Regions from separate parts of the Sus scrofa genome. Here region 1 is linked to region 2. The links are chromatin contacts, called in public HiChIP or PLAC-seq maps. All regions are on one chromosome and are shown on one strand. Each heading gives the region's core, a stretch centred on a gene start, on an enhancer-like site or on the middle of the called end of the contact. The rest is flanking DNA. Distances are from core to core; before and after follow the strand shown. Region 1 holds the start of EFNA2 (ephrin-A2). Region 2 holds the start of LOC100511862 (PWWP domain-containing protein MUM1).

The links. HiChIP or PLAC-seq counts read pairs in DNA pulled down with a chosen protein or histone mark.
Region 1: a contact with region 2 is called in an H3K27ac HiChIP or PLAC-seq map of alveolar macrophages. The contact joins the promoter of EFNA2 here to the promoter of LOC100511862 in region 2. A contact is called at or near these places in 1 of 5 promoter capture datasets (fetal skeletal muscle), 4 of 47 Hi-C or Micro-C datasets (embryonic fibroblasts, epiblast stem cells and liver) and 2 of 2 datasets of contacts at active chromatin or transcription factors (alveolar macrophages and skeletal muscle).

Annotation. Positions count from the first base shown.
Region 1 is chr2:77,176,044-77,182,977 of Sscrofa11.1, reverse strand. EFNA2 (ephrin-A2) reads left to right here and starts at 3,042. Exons shown (of 4, transcript XM_005661390.3): 1 at 3,042-3,390. The coding sequence starts at 3,299.
Region 2 is chr2:77,105,772-77,113,082 of Sscrofa11.1, reverse strand. LOC100511862 (PWWP domain-containing protein MUM1) reads left to right here and starts at 1,847. Exons shown (of 14, transcript XM_021084240.1): 1 at 1,847-1,916; 2 at 3,182-3,310; 3 at 3,882-3,967; 4 at 5,464-5,534; 5 at 6,945-7,311. The coding sequence starts at 3,254.

The DNA of each region.
Region 1 (6,934 bases), core at 1,793-4,292, 69 kb before region 2:
AGAGGGCAGCTTGTGGCTCTGCTGCCCCGGGCCTGCAGTGCTGGTCCAGGCCAAACGCCTTCCCTGGAGGTGGGGACACCTCCACTGGCTCTGGTGTGGCTCCTCCTTTCAGCTCACCTGGGGTCAGCAAGCAAGGGCCTCCTGTCCTCCCTGGGGGCTCACCCTCTCTGGGCAGCTTGAGCCACACCCCTGCCTCCATGCAGCCCTCAAGGTCTTTCTTGTTCCTGAACAAGTGTAGCTGTCCAAGGGCCCATGTAGACGTGGCTCCAAGAGGCTGCCAGAGCCGTGCTGCCCAGGATGGTGGCCATGACCAGTACCGCCTAGTACGCTAATGGCGACTAGCTATTTACATTTACATTAACTAAAAGGAAGTGAAGTCTACAATCTTGTTCCTCTCTGTACTGGACACATTTCACGTGCCAACAGCCACATGGAGCTGGTGGTGGTGCCTCTGTTGGACAGTGCTGATCTGGAACTTTTCCATCCTTGGGGGAAGTTCCTTTGGGCAGTAGTGGTCTAGTCCCTAGACTGGCTGTGGGAGGAGGGGGTCAGTGTTCAGGCCCTGGGACTGGGAGGGTGGAAAGGGAGGAGGGAGGGAAGGAGGGGGAAGGGAAAATGCTGGCCTGGCTGTGGAGGCTGCAGGAATCTTAGGACCTGGCTGAGATTCCAAGGTCCTGACTGGACTCTGGACACAAGAGCGGGAATTTTAATTTATTGGCAAGAGAAAGGACACGTTTGTTTGTTTATTCTCTGTGACAAGCTGTGGAACTCTCCTTGACACACACATCCCCCCAGGTGCCAGTGAGGCTGGTGCTGTTGCCTGCCCCCCAGTCCAGCTCTGACCTGGGTCAGGGGAGCCCCAGACCTGCTCTCTCTGGTGACCTTTTTTTGCCTCCTGAAACATACTTCAGACAGAGCAGGCGGCGGATTTGGTCAAGTTTTTTCTGTAATGAGAAATTTCTCCCCACATATTTTTAGCTTCCTCCAAGGCACTATGGCCTTTGGAGGTTGAGGGGGTGCTGGACACTGATCCTGAGCCCCTGGGATTCACCCTTCCGTCTGGGGCACCTGGTGATGAGTGATAGGTAGTGGGTGCGGGGCCAGGGTCAGTGGGTGAGGGTAATGGGTGATGGGTGATGTGTTGGGGTCAATGGGCAGCAGGTGACCAGTGGCGGGTAATGGGTCAGAAGCCACTGGGTTCTGGGGTTAGTGGGTAGGGGGTGCTGGGTGGGGTCAGTGGACAATAGGCAGTGGGTGCTGGCCACAGGTTAGGGGCAGGTGTGGGCCTCACTTGGGCAGAGCTTCAAGGTCAAGAGTGCAGCCCATGGTGGACTGGGACAGACACCTATGAAAGATCCTGTCCTGGGTCTGCACCTGGTGCTGAGTCAACTCTGAGTGAACTCCGACCCTGACTGAACCTTGAACCTAAGACTGACCCTGTCCCCAAAGTAAGCCTGATCTCTGACCCTTGACTCCAGCGGAAGCTTACTCCAGGATGACCCCGATCTCAGCTGACCTCCTGTGGGCTGAGCTTGGAGGCTGCAACAGCCTCCAGCGCTGGGAGGGGACAGTGGCCCCCACTGGACAGGGGTCCTGGAGGGCAACTGGGCAGCTGTCCCTGCACCTCCACCCCCTCCTTGCCCGGGGCCAGGCCATGGAGCTGGCCAGCCCTCCCCTCCAGGGCCACTCCTGGGGGAGCGGCCAGCGGGCGCAGGGAGGTTGAATGGGGGACGTGCGCCTTTGTTCCTGTCCCTGCTCCGGCTCTGACCTTGAGAGAGAGACAAGAACAGAAGGAAAACGGAGCTTCTGCTCAAATCCGCTCGGCGGCAGCGGTGGTGGCGGCTCTCGCCTTGGTGGCCCCTGCATGCAAATGAGCCGAACCACCCCGGGCCTTTGCTGGGGCATCCCCCGCCCAGTGTGCCCTTCTGGCTCCCCCAGCTCTGCAGGCCCAAGCTCTGCTGGGTGTGACATGAGACCCCTGCCGGGCTCTGAGGTCCCACAGCGTGGGAGGGGGCAGAGAGAGCTTCCAAAAGGCCTCCTTTGCAGGCAGGAACACTGGGTTGGGCCAGGCCTGGCATCCTGAGCTCACAGCCCCTCTTTCTGGGCCCAGCCGCGAGCCTCCATTGCAGAGAGCTGGCCTCCCAGAGTGGCTGCCCCATCACTCCCCCGAGAGCCAGACTAGCCAGCCTGGGCCAAACCCGACCTGAGTTGCTGGGAGCCCCAGGCCCTCAGTCCAGCAGTGTCCAGAGAGTCTTTTTAAGGCCTTGCCACGTGACCCTGGACCAGTTCTGGTCCTCTCCTGGCCTCCTGGGGCTGCCCCGTCCACCACTTGGGGGGGTAGGCTCCCACCCTCCCTTGGGACTTCAGATCTGGCCTCCTATAGTCAGAGGACCAGCAAGACCTGGAAGCTGGAACACCCCAGACCGATGGGCTGAGTTCCCTGGATGGCAGAGGACAGAGAACCTGGAGGAGGGGTAGCTGAAGCACAAGGAGGACAGACCTGGAAGGAAGAGAATGGAAGGACTCCCAGGCAGGACTCAGACCAAGCAGAGGGCTCAGTGTGGGGAGGATGACGCTCAGAGCACATGCCCACAACATGTAGGAGGTGTGGGGCTGGGATGGGTCATCTGCTGCCCTGCCTCACTGAGGTGAAGCTTACTTTGCCAGTCTCTGGCCTCTCTAGGTTCCTTCGAGGAGTTTACATAATCCATCACCCAGAAACCTTCCAGCTCTTGGCTCTCAGACCCTGTGCCAGCCCTGAGAGTGTGAAACAAACCCAGAGAGGTAAAATCTGGCTGGGCGCCACTGGCGCTTTCCAGTCAGCACTTGGTGACAGTGTACCTCCACAAACTCAGAATCTGGTGAGGCAGACAATGGCATGAGTAAGGAGAAAAATAGGCCGGGCCCCCAGTTTTTGCACACAGCCAGCACCCACAGAAGTGCCAGTTCCCTGAACAGGTCATACACTCTGGCCCCTGCCTGGTGCCCTTCCTGTCCTCTGCCCCCTCAGACTCCCCATGCTCCTGACTGCTGTTGGCCTCGACCCCACTGTAGGCTGCTGGGAATATTGGGCACCCACTATTTGTCTGGCTCCCTTAGGGAGTGAGGTCAGGATTCCTGTTTCACTTCCTAGTTGAGGAAACAGAGACTCAGAGAGGAGAAGTGACTGCCCTGGGAGACAGCAGTGGCTGTTGGCTTTGGACTTAAGGTCAGCCCCACCACAAAACTCTTCCCCAGGCTGGGTGAAGTGTCACAGCATCCCCTCGGCCTGGTTTAGGATTTTGGGGTCTGGGTTTGAATGAAGGAGGTGAGACGGGGCGAGCCATCTTTGTGCCTTCTACTCCTTGCTTGGGGCCTGGCGTTGCAGACCACTTGGTGGCTTGAATGGAGGTGAGTGAGGGACTCCGACACCCTGGGCTAGGCCCGCGTGATGACGGGGGCGCGCCCCCGCAGAGTTGGTGGCTGGGGTTGGCCCCTGCGGAGGTGGGCAGGCCGCGGTGGGGTACTCATCCGGACCATTAGACTGGGGCGGGGGTGGAGGGGCGAGGGCGCGGTTGCGGCTGGAGCCCCCCGCCCAGCCCCCGTGTGTCCGGGGCACGGCAGGAGGGGGCGCCCGCGGCCCTCCCGGCGCTCGGGCGGGACAAAGGCCGGAGCCCCAGCCCCTCCCCGGCGGGTGCGGCGGCGACGGCCCGCGCTCTCAGAGTCCGCGCGGCCGGGCCGGCGCCCGGGGCGACCCCGGCGCCCCGCCTGCCGCCGCCTGACTTCTCGGCGCCCGAGGTCGCGCGCGCCCAGGCGGGGGCGGCTGGGGATCTCCAAGCGCCGGCGCGCCCTCCTCCCGCCCGCCCTGTGCCCGCCCGCTCGGCGGCGGCGGAGGAGGCGGAGACGGCCGGCAGGCGGCGGCCAGGGGAGCGCGGCGGCCGGACCGGGGCCATGGCGCCCGCGCAGCGCCCGCTGCTGCCACTGCTGCTGCTGCTGCTGCTGCTGCCGCTGCCGCCGCCGCCGCCCTTAGCGCGCGCGGAGGACGCCGCCCGCACCAACTCGGACCGCTACGCTGTCTACTGGAACCGCAGTAACCCCAGGTGAGCGTGGCTACGGGCGGGGACCGGGCGCTGGGAGACCCCGGGAGCTCCACCTCAGCCTGGTCTCCCGCCCTGGGCACGGAGCGTCCCTGCGCGCTGCCCGCGGAGTGGGGGCTCCCGCTTCCCACGGGATCCCCCGGGAGTTCTGGCCCCCGGAGTTTGGGGGACTCCTGCTCCGCGTGCATCTCCCCCCAGGGCGCCCCACCGCCTGCAGATTTGGGAGACTGGGCGCCCGGCGTGCCCCAGAGCGCCGCCAGTCCCGGAGTTTGGGGATCCTTGCTGGCACCCTCAGAAATCGTGCAGCCCTGACTTCCCTCGCCGGACTTGGGGGACCCCATCTTCGGGCCTCTCCAGGGACCTCGTCTGGCTTTCGAGTTGGTAGAGATGCCCGGGAATCTTGTGGCTGAGCTGCACCAGGCGGTGGGGACCGTGGCGGGGAGAGGGGTGGTCCATGGGCAGGTTTCCCCGGTGGGTCCCCAGTGAACTTGGGGAAGTTAGAATATCCCTCCCTGCAGACCAGCGTCCACATTCACTCCAGCGGTTACCTGGTCTCGGTTTTATAGGGACAGGCAGACCAAGGCACCCAGGGGCTGGGGTTTGGTCCTGGGAGTCCTGATCAAGTGGCACTCTTTCCTATCCTCCTGGCGTTGATGGGGAAACTGAGGCGCAGAGGGGCCAAGCAGCTGGCTCAAGGTCACCACGAGGGGAGCAGAGCTGGGGCAGGGACCCAGGTGGCCTTGTGCCCAGCCTGCCACGCCCGGCCGAGGTGCCGAGGTGCCGTGCCTGCCCGCAAACCTTCCCAGTGTCAGGCACTGAGTACGATTCAGGGGCGGGGGGCAGCAGGAGCCCCCCCTTAGTGGACCAAGAAAAGTTTGCTGGTGATTGCCCACATCCTGGACAGCAGAAGCCTCGGGCCATTCCGGGTCTGGAAGACTGGAGTGGGCAGTGGTCCCGTGGGAGATAGGGCTCTGGGGTCCTGCAGCTCCTGCTCAGACCTCGTCAGGGTCGCAGTCTTATCAAGGCCAGTGGGCTGCACGTGGGGGGCCGAGGCACCGGCCTCCCTGCTCTTGGACCCTCTGCTACTGGTCACTCTCTCCGTTTTCAAGCACCAGCTGAACCACTTTCCAGAGCTTGCCGTCCTCCGCCGTCCTCTCACTGTCCCCTGCCATCCTCGGTCCTCTGGTGGAAAGTTGCATAAAGGGCCATCTCTGAGGCAGGCTCTGGGACAAGGGCAGCCAGTTTCCCAGGTGGGGGCAAGGAGTGTCCCCAAACACCCCCTTCTGTTGCCTGGCTGAGGGGTTGGGCCTGGGGGCCGAGGGCAGAGACCCTGGTCGGCAGAGAGACAGTCGGGCCACCACGGAGCTGGTCCCCCACCCCGCCTGCCCCACTGGTCACATGTGGGTTTGATTAAGGCTCTTCCCTGCGGCCCAGCAGGGAGCCCAGCGGGCAGCGCTTCCCCGGCCCAAGTTTTTGGTTTCAGCTCCGGAATCTCTGTCCCGGCATGGCCTGTCCTTTGTTCTAGCAAACGCCAAACACGCGAGGAGCCTCGAAGGGGACGGAAGGGGGTCGCTGGGGCCGCCTGCTGCCCCACCTGCTACAGGCTACAGACAGGACCCCGGCCCGGGAAGGATGCCGCCCCCATGCCTGGCTCTGGCCGGCTGCTTGGCCGCCTCCTGTTGCTGACCTGACAGCCCAGCTCTGACCAGCTGCCTGAGGGGCTGGCCTTGCTTGTCCAGTGCAGACCCTGGTGATCAGGGCCCTCCTCCCTCCCCCTCCTCCCTTCTGGGGCATCCTGGGTGGGAGGTGTCCTCCATGGCTTCTTGTGATGGGGTCTGGGGCCCAGGGGAGCACCTGGCCCAAGAAGCCCGGTTGGGTCCAGAACTGGGGCTCCATTCATCGCTGAGGTTGTGGGGTTCTGCCAAAGGGGCCTTGGTGGCCTGGGGACCCCTCAGGAGGTTTGGTGTCCAGGGTTGTCTGGTGATGGTGTGTGCCAGGCACAGGAGGAGGGGTGGTGTCCGGCCTGGGTCCAAGGGCACCCAGTCCGGAGACAGCTGCAGGGGAGAAGGCAGTGTTGCCAGCAGGCCTGAAGTGCAAGGCAGTCCCACAGGCAGGGACGAGAGACAAGCCTGTTTGGGGAGAGACAAGGATAGGGTCAAAAAAGAGACTGGTGGCGGCGGCAGGCGGAGGAGCCGGGAAACGCAGGGACGGGCCATGCCTGAGAGGGGAGCACTCACAAAGGGTGCCGTGTGGAAGGGGCCAGAGCCATGCTGGGCAGCTCGGGCCGGGGCCAGCTGGGCAGCGGAGGAGCTGGAGGGACGTGTGTGCTCAGGTGGGAGACCCGCAGAAACAGGTGGCGCTGCGGTGAGGCTGGCCACCCTTGTCTGGCCAGGCCTGGTACCTGCACCGAGGAAATAAGTACGTGGCAGTGTTCCCCAAATTGCCACCTCCTGCTGTGCAGTGCATTTCCTGCACACGCGAGGCTGGTGGACCTTGCCAGGGAGCCCCGCATCCATCTCCGCCCCCACCGGCTGGCTGTCCAGCTGTGTGTCTGACCAGCCCCTGGTCTGGGCACTCCTGAGCTGGCTGCTGGGTGTCTCTGGGCCTGTCTGCAGCTGGTTGGACTGGGTGGGGGGTCCCAGTGGGGTCCCCACTGCCGACCGTGGGGTTGGGTGTGCTTCTGTGTATGTGGGGGGCACGGGACCACCTAGGAGTGTCATTGGGCTGCAGGATGGGTCTGCCTGTGTCACTGCGTGTAGCTGCGGGTTCTCCCCCATCACGTTCGGGGGTGTCCAGGGGCCCCAGGAGGTGCTTATCTGTGTGTGTGGTGCACACACATCACCCGTGTGCCTACGTGT
Region 2 (7,311 bases), core at 598-3,097:
GAACCAAACCAAAGATGAAAATGTATTTACACATAAACACCTAGTGAGTCAGCGTGAACCAGAACTCAATCTGGATTTTCATTCTTTTTTTTTTTTCAGTTGTGCCCGTGGTATGTGAAAGTTTCCCAGGCAGGGATCGAACCTGTGCCACAGCAACAATTCAAGCCACAGGAGGGACAACACTGGATACCTAACCCACCGAACCACAAGGGAAGTCCTGGATGTTCTTTTGTTTTTTTCTGGTTATGCCTGTGGCATGCCGAAGTTTCTGAGTCAGGGATTGAACCCCATCCACAGCAGAGACCTGAGTCACAGCAACAGCAGTGACAAAGCCAGTTCTTTCTTTTTCTTTCTTTTTTTTTCTTCTTCTTTTTTTTTTTTTTTTTTTTTTTTTTTTTTGCTTTTTAGGGCTGCACCTGCGGCATATGGAGGGTCCCAGGCTGGGGGGGGGTCCAATCGGTGCTACATCTGCTGGCCTACGCCACAGCCACAGCCACGCAGGACCCGAGCTGCGTCTGTGACCTACACCACAGCTCATGGCAACACCAGATCCTTAGCCCACAGAGCGAGGCCTGGCCTCATGGATCCTAGTCCGGTTTGTTTCCACTGTGCCATGACAGGAGCTCCACAACACCACTTCTTACCAACCACACCACCAGGGAATGCCATGCTTTTCTAAAACGATGGAAATGGAAGGTTCCCAGTGTGGCTCAGCAGGTTAAGGACCTGACAATTGCTCTGAGGAGGTGGGTTCCATCCCTGGCCTCTCTGTGGGTTAAGGACCTGGCATTGCTGTGGCTGTGGCACAGGTGTGCAGTCATGCCTCTGATTTGATCTCTATTCCAGGAACTTCCATATGCCACAGCTGCGGCTGTAAAAAGAATTAAAAAAAAAACAGGAGTTCCCATCATGGCTCAGCAGAAAGGAATCTGACTACCATCCATGAGGACACAGGTTTGAGCCCTGGCCTCGCTCAGTGGATAAGGATCCAGCATTGCTATGAGCGATGGTCAGCTATGGTGTAGGTCGCAGACCCAGATCAGATCCCACGTTGCTATGGTGTGGGCGGGCAGCTGCAGCTCTGATTCATCTCCTAGCCTGGGAACCTCCATGTGCCTCAGGTGCAGCACTAAAAAATGTAACACGCACACACAAGAAGAAAAAAACAAAAACCGATGGAAGTAGGGCATCAAAATCTCATGTGAACTGAGACTCTAAGGTGTTGTTATCCACCTGGGGCCAAAACTGGGCGCCCCACTGGACACCTCGGTCCCCGAACTCTGGGCCCTTTGGACAAGCCTTGTGTGACCCAGAAACTTCACCATGCAGGCCGAAGGAGAGGCTGCACTCCCACTCCTGACCCCCAATTCTGCTTTCCATCACTTCCGGGGCGGCCAGGGGCGCAGGGAAAACACTCTGACGTGGGATCTCCCTGGCGCACTCCGTCTGCAAACCGACTCCGCACGAGCCACCGCAGTGGCAAAGGCGCGGCCAGCGGTTCCTGCTTCCCAGGTCACCGCCCACCGAAGTGGGCTATTGGCAAAACACCGCGGAAGGTTCTGGAAGGCTCTCGAGGCTTCCCTAGGGGCCGGGTGAGGCGGGGCGGAGACAGAGGGCAGCGCGGGCTTCACGGGCACGGGCAGGGGCCCGCGGGCGCACACGTGAACCTGCAGGACACAGCCACAGTCCTCGCCGCCCACCTCGCGCCCGTCAGTCAGTCTCGCGCGCGCCCGCGCACCCCCGCGCGTTCTCTCGTCACTTTGCTCCCCGCCGGGCGGAAGGGGCAGGGCCGCGGCGCTGGCGCTGGCGCCCATTGGTCAGAGGCGTGGGTGGGACTTGCGGCGCCAGGCTGGCTCCGCCCCCGGCCCGCGGGAGCGGCGGCGGCGGCGGCGGTGGCGGCGGTGGTGGAGGAGGTGGTGAGCGCGGGCGGGAGCGGGCGGCGGGGCCTGGGGCGGCGCGGGTGCGACCGCCGTTGGGCCGCTGCGGCCTCCTCGCCCTCCGCGCTGAGCTCCAGGGACGCCGCGTTGTGGAGGCCGGGTGCCCGGTGAGCCCGGCGGGCTGCGCCCTTCGGGTCGGCCGGGCGGGGGCAGAGGCGGCGGGGCCGGGCTTGGGGGGAGGGGCGGACCCCGAAAGAGGCTCTGTCGCGGGAGAGAGCCTCTGTTTATTGAATCCTCTTTTGCTCTCTCGTACCTGAATCTCTTTTCTGTTTGAACATCCCCTTCTGTCCCCGAACCCCATCTCAGCTCCCTGAACCCCACCTCTGTTCCCCGAGTCTCTCCTTTGCTGTCTGAACCCATTCTTTGATACCTGAACCACCATCTCTGCTCCCTGAATCCTCTCCTCTCATCCCTGCACCTTCTCCTCTTCTGCCTGAACCCCACCTCTGCTCCTTGGATCTTTCTTCTGCTACCTGAATCCCACTTCTCCTCCCTGAATGTCTCCTTTGCTGTCTGAACCCCTCCTCTGCTCCCTGAACCCCCACCTCTGCTGCCTGAATTGCTCTCTGCTGTCTCTTCTTCTGCTTGAACCCATCTCTACTTCCTGAATCTGCTGCCTTAACCCCTTCTCTGTCTCTACATTCCACCTCTGCTGCCTGAACTCCCTTCCTCTGCTAACTGGGCACACCCCCTCCCGCTGTGGTGAACCCCACTTTGCACAGATGAACCCCCCCACCTTTTCTTTTCTGTCAACAGCTAGATCAGCCTTCCCGATTGATGTCACGAACGGTCTGCAGCTGTCCCCGTCCTTTCTGGGACACAGCAGCCAGAAGAGCAGTCACTTTCCTCCAATTTTATTTTATTTTTTTGCACCGTGGTCAAATGTTAAGTCTCTCGTAACGAGGGAGGCTTGTAAGCGTTGATTGTTTAAAAACACCTCTTGTGCTGAGGACAGAGGCGGGCCTTTAGCACAGACATTATTTATTCAGGAGCCTTTTAAAAATAATCCAGACGGAGCCTTCGGGAGGGAACTTGGCTGTATTTTATCGATGAAAATAATCTAGGCGCTTTTCTAGTACCAAAGCCAGTCATTTCTTTTTGGCATTGAGCCCCTCAGTGCAAGATGATGGAATTGAACCATCTACTTGAGGACCCCCCCCCCCAACCTTTGCCCTTGAGAGTTATATCTGCCTTGAAATCGAAAGCAAACGATGTTGTAAACCACCGTGCACATTTTGTTGCAGGGCACATCGCGTCAGACCTTCAAGTACTTTGTTTGTGCCAAATCATTACCACTTGCCACATGAGTCTAAATCATGACGGATGCCAAGTATGTCCTCTGCAAATGGAAAGAGCGATTATGGCCTGCAAAGGTGACAGCCATTATTCTGTAATTTCAGGAATTAGAAATGACTTTCGGCTGACAAGTAAAATCTTTATCAGGAAATACCTAGGAGTTGCTTCAGTGAAATAATTGAGTCTGAACAGTTGGCGCTGCTATCTGTTGGCACTGATTCTCATTCCCCATTTAATGGGGTTTTGGTCGAGTGCTTACAAGGTTACACTTCCGGAAGTCAGTCTCTCTCTTTTTTTTTTCCACCCAGAAAAAAAATTCTTTAACAGAGTCAGCTATAAAAAGGCATGTAAGACTAACTGAAGGAAATCTCTGGCAAGGCGCCCTGAGAGTAAATAACAGGAGTATCTTGGGGAGCTTTTCCAGCAACGCCGTAGGCAGAGTGCCAGAGTGCGCAGCAAAATCCTGGGTTCTGGTCTGTGTCTGCTACTGCCCTCGTGCCTCAGTTTCCATACTTCTGAAGCTAGCTCACTTGTATACTTTAAAAGTCAATCAGCTATTGCATTTGTGTTTATGTGTGGCCACTGCATCTTGCTTTGGGTCAGCAGTTTGTTGTGTCTTAGTTACATTTTTTTTTTTTTTAAATGTAGGTCTTGGCCGGAACTGAGAAATCAGCAAAAAATAAGAGAAAAAAGAATATTTTCCTAAACGTTCAGATACTCTCCTTAGACAAAAAGTTAAGTGTTGTGTTTTTGTTTTGTTTTTTTGTCTTTTTAGGGTTGTACCTGCGGCATATGGAATTTCCCAGGCTAGGGGTCGAATCAGAGCTGCAGCTGCCCATCTACACCATAGCCACAGCAACTCGGAATCCAAGCTGCGTCTGCGACCTACACCACAGCTCAGGGCAACCCCAGATCCTTAGCTCACTGAGTGAGGCCAGGGATCAAACCAGAGTCCTAATGGATATTGGTTGGGTTTGGGTTCCTTAACTGCTGAATCACGATGGGAACTCCCTCATGTTGTGTTTTTGTAATACTGTATATTTTTTTTCCATGTGGGATTTCTGATACCACCCCCCCACACACCCACTTCCAAAAAAAAAAAGGGAAGTTTTCTTTTAAGGGCTTCTTATCCCTTTAGTTCCTGGAAGTGCTAATAACAGCCGTAAGAGGAAAACTGGTTTTATTTCACATATGTTTGAGAAATTGAAGATCTTTGCAAGGTATTGTGTGTGATCTACAGAGAGATCAGTATAAAAGCGGAGTAAATACAGGAGCTCCCTGGTGGCTCAGCGGGTGAAGGATCTGGCGTTGTCAATGCTGTGGCACAGGTTTTTGCCCTGGCCCTGGCCCTCCCCCCCCCAAAAAAATGGCGTAAATATAAATTATATACTAGGTGAATGGTTGCTGGGGTTCAGGTGGGGATGTTTCCTTCCCACAGATTTATTTCTGTTTCTTTTTTCCAGAAACTAGTGTGACAGCCCCATGAGTCTTGGAATGTTTGATGTTTGAGCCTGTCCTTCTAACAGGAAGCTGTCCTTTAGCATTCAGACAGCAAATGCGTGGGCATGGGTGTGGGGTAGCTTTATATTGTGATCTGGGTTGTCCTTCACTTGAAGGACATAGGTCACCAGGCACCACTGGAATGCCCAGGTCCTGTGTGACTACTGAAAATTCCCAGTTCTAAATGAAGAATAAAACCTGGTCAGCTCCCCTTCCAGCTTCCCTGCGTCCCCATCCCTCTCTCTGCAGAGCTGCTTGCTTGGACGCCTGCTTAGTCCTCAGCTCACACTTTCCCTGAGGCTGGGAAGGTAATTGAATACTCGAGTTTAAAAGGAAAGCACATCCTTTTAAACTAAAACACACCTGCTGGGCTGTAAACAGCTTCTAGTGACATTATCATCTACTCTGAAAATGTAACAAAGGAGTTATTTGTGCAGTTGAAAGTGGGATTTGCCTCATAAGAGTCACAATTTGAATTCATTTTTACTCTAAAATCCAGCCAACCTTTTTTTGTCTTAAAAGGGGAAGGGGAAAAAAAATAAAACCCTCCACATTCACCAGAGTCCTTGCTGCCTCTAACCTCAGGCGTGCGAATTCCTTGTTGGCTGTGACTTTTGGTTTAAGTGTAAGGGTGTGGAGGAAGAAAATGAATCTCATTCTTTTGTCATCTCCAGAAAAACAAGTTTGAAAACATCTTGATGGCGTCTAACGGCCGTTTCTGTCCCTGCAGAATTAAGGTAATGAACAAGAGGGCCAAGATCCTGGAGAAGTCTCACATTGAAAGCATTGCCTCCTCTTTAGGTAAGAGCGTGTTTTCACATAACCGGCAGCTTTCCACAGTCAGAGGCAGCTTGGGAGGACGCTGAGACGCTGCTCTCGTGGGGGGAGGGAGTGTACCCCATTCACCGGTTTTTCCCTGAGCCGAAGAACCAGGAGCATCTGCTTTCTTCAGCCTTTGTAGAATTTGTCCCTGGAGCCCACACTGTTCTTGACTCCTGGGGTGGCCTGCAGGGCATGCAGAGTGGGTGTGCAGCCCTGAGCGACAGGGGGAGGGTGTTCAGTCTCTGTCTCTCTCTCTTTCGCGTTTGTTTGTTTGTTTGTTTGTTTGTTTGTTTTTGCTTCTTACATAGTAAGACTGTGAAATAATTCTGTTGCTGGTGCAGTCTCTGTCCCGAGGTTTGAGATTGCCGTCCAGTGTGGATCTAAACTCCATTGCCGAGCCCCAGGGGAGAAAGCTACTACCCACCGTAGTGTGCAGGCTGCCAGCTTGGGAGCGGAGCCCTGTGACTCCTGCTCCACTGCACTCGACTTGGCCCTAGCCTGGCACACGGCCCCTGTGAGGCAGACCCAGACAGGCGAGTGCTTTCTCTCCGCAGCAGGGGCACGCTCATCCCGCATGCAGGGAACTCTTTCTGTCTAGGGACAAGCTGGCCCAGAATTCCTTCCAGCAGTGATGCAGAGTAGGGCCCGTCTCCCTGTGCCTCTGGAGGGAACGGTGGTGGTTCCCGGCTGTTTAGGTGGTGTTGGCTGCCAGCCCTGGACCACGGTCATTGCTCCTGCAGATTGTGGTATAGTGGGAAGCTGGGTGTCTGTTAATATTAAACAGGAAAATACCATGTTGATTGAGGTATTACGCCCGCTGAGCTATGATACTGCCTCCATCATCTTGTTCAAACAGATAGTGCCATGCCTGTGTGTGGCAATGAATGAATAAAACTGTTGGCAGCGGGGAGGTCAGGCTGAGAGTTCCAGGGCCTGGTCCTGTTTTCTGCTTTGAAATGCCCTTGCAGAGCAGTGTGGACATTTGCCTGGCCCACAAAGAGCCTTTGCGCTGGGCCGGTCCTCACCCCACTCCCCCCCCCCCCAACCCGGGAGGGGAGTGTACTGCCTGCCGGGTCTTTATTGAGCTGGCCTGGGTTTTGATGGACCCTGATTGAATTTGAAACTGTAAAGCTGAGAGGATTTGAGAAACATCTGAATACATTGTGCTGGTGGCTTTGTTGTGTAACTTGGAGGAGTTTATCATTGTCACCCAATCAGGGTAGGGTCATTCACTTTTCTCTTTGGGAAAATGCAGCCTTGCAGCCCTGACCCAGTGGCTGGTGTTGGATAGCCAGGCTCCTGTCCTGGAAAGATGAAGGTGGGGACACGGTGGCCTCCAGGCCCTCGGTGCCGGACCCCGATGTCAGGGCTTTGTTCCCTCTTCTCTAGCCTCTGAGAGCGCAGTGCTGGCCGCACCCCTAGAGGAGCTGGCCTACCGGCGCGCACTTCGAGTGGCCCTGGACGTGCTGAATGAGAGGAGCTATTTGCAGGAAGAAAGCACTTCGAGGGAAGAAAGGGCCACTGTGTCTCCGAGTGAGAAGCCTGCGGAACCAGCCCCTTCACCCTACGGCCCCAGCCCCACACCTTCGCTGCTCGAGGATGCATTGGGCTGTCGCAGAGCCCAGAGGAGGGAGCGCCTGCACCAGAGGCTCTCGGGGCCGACTCCTCTTGAGAAGGACCCCACATGCCAAGTGGACCACAAGGACGGGCTTGGGCGCGGTGGATGCCCACCTGCCCCCGCACTCTCCTCAGCTGA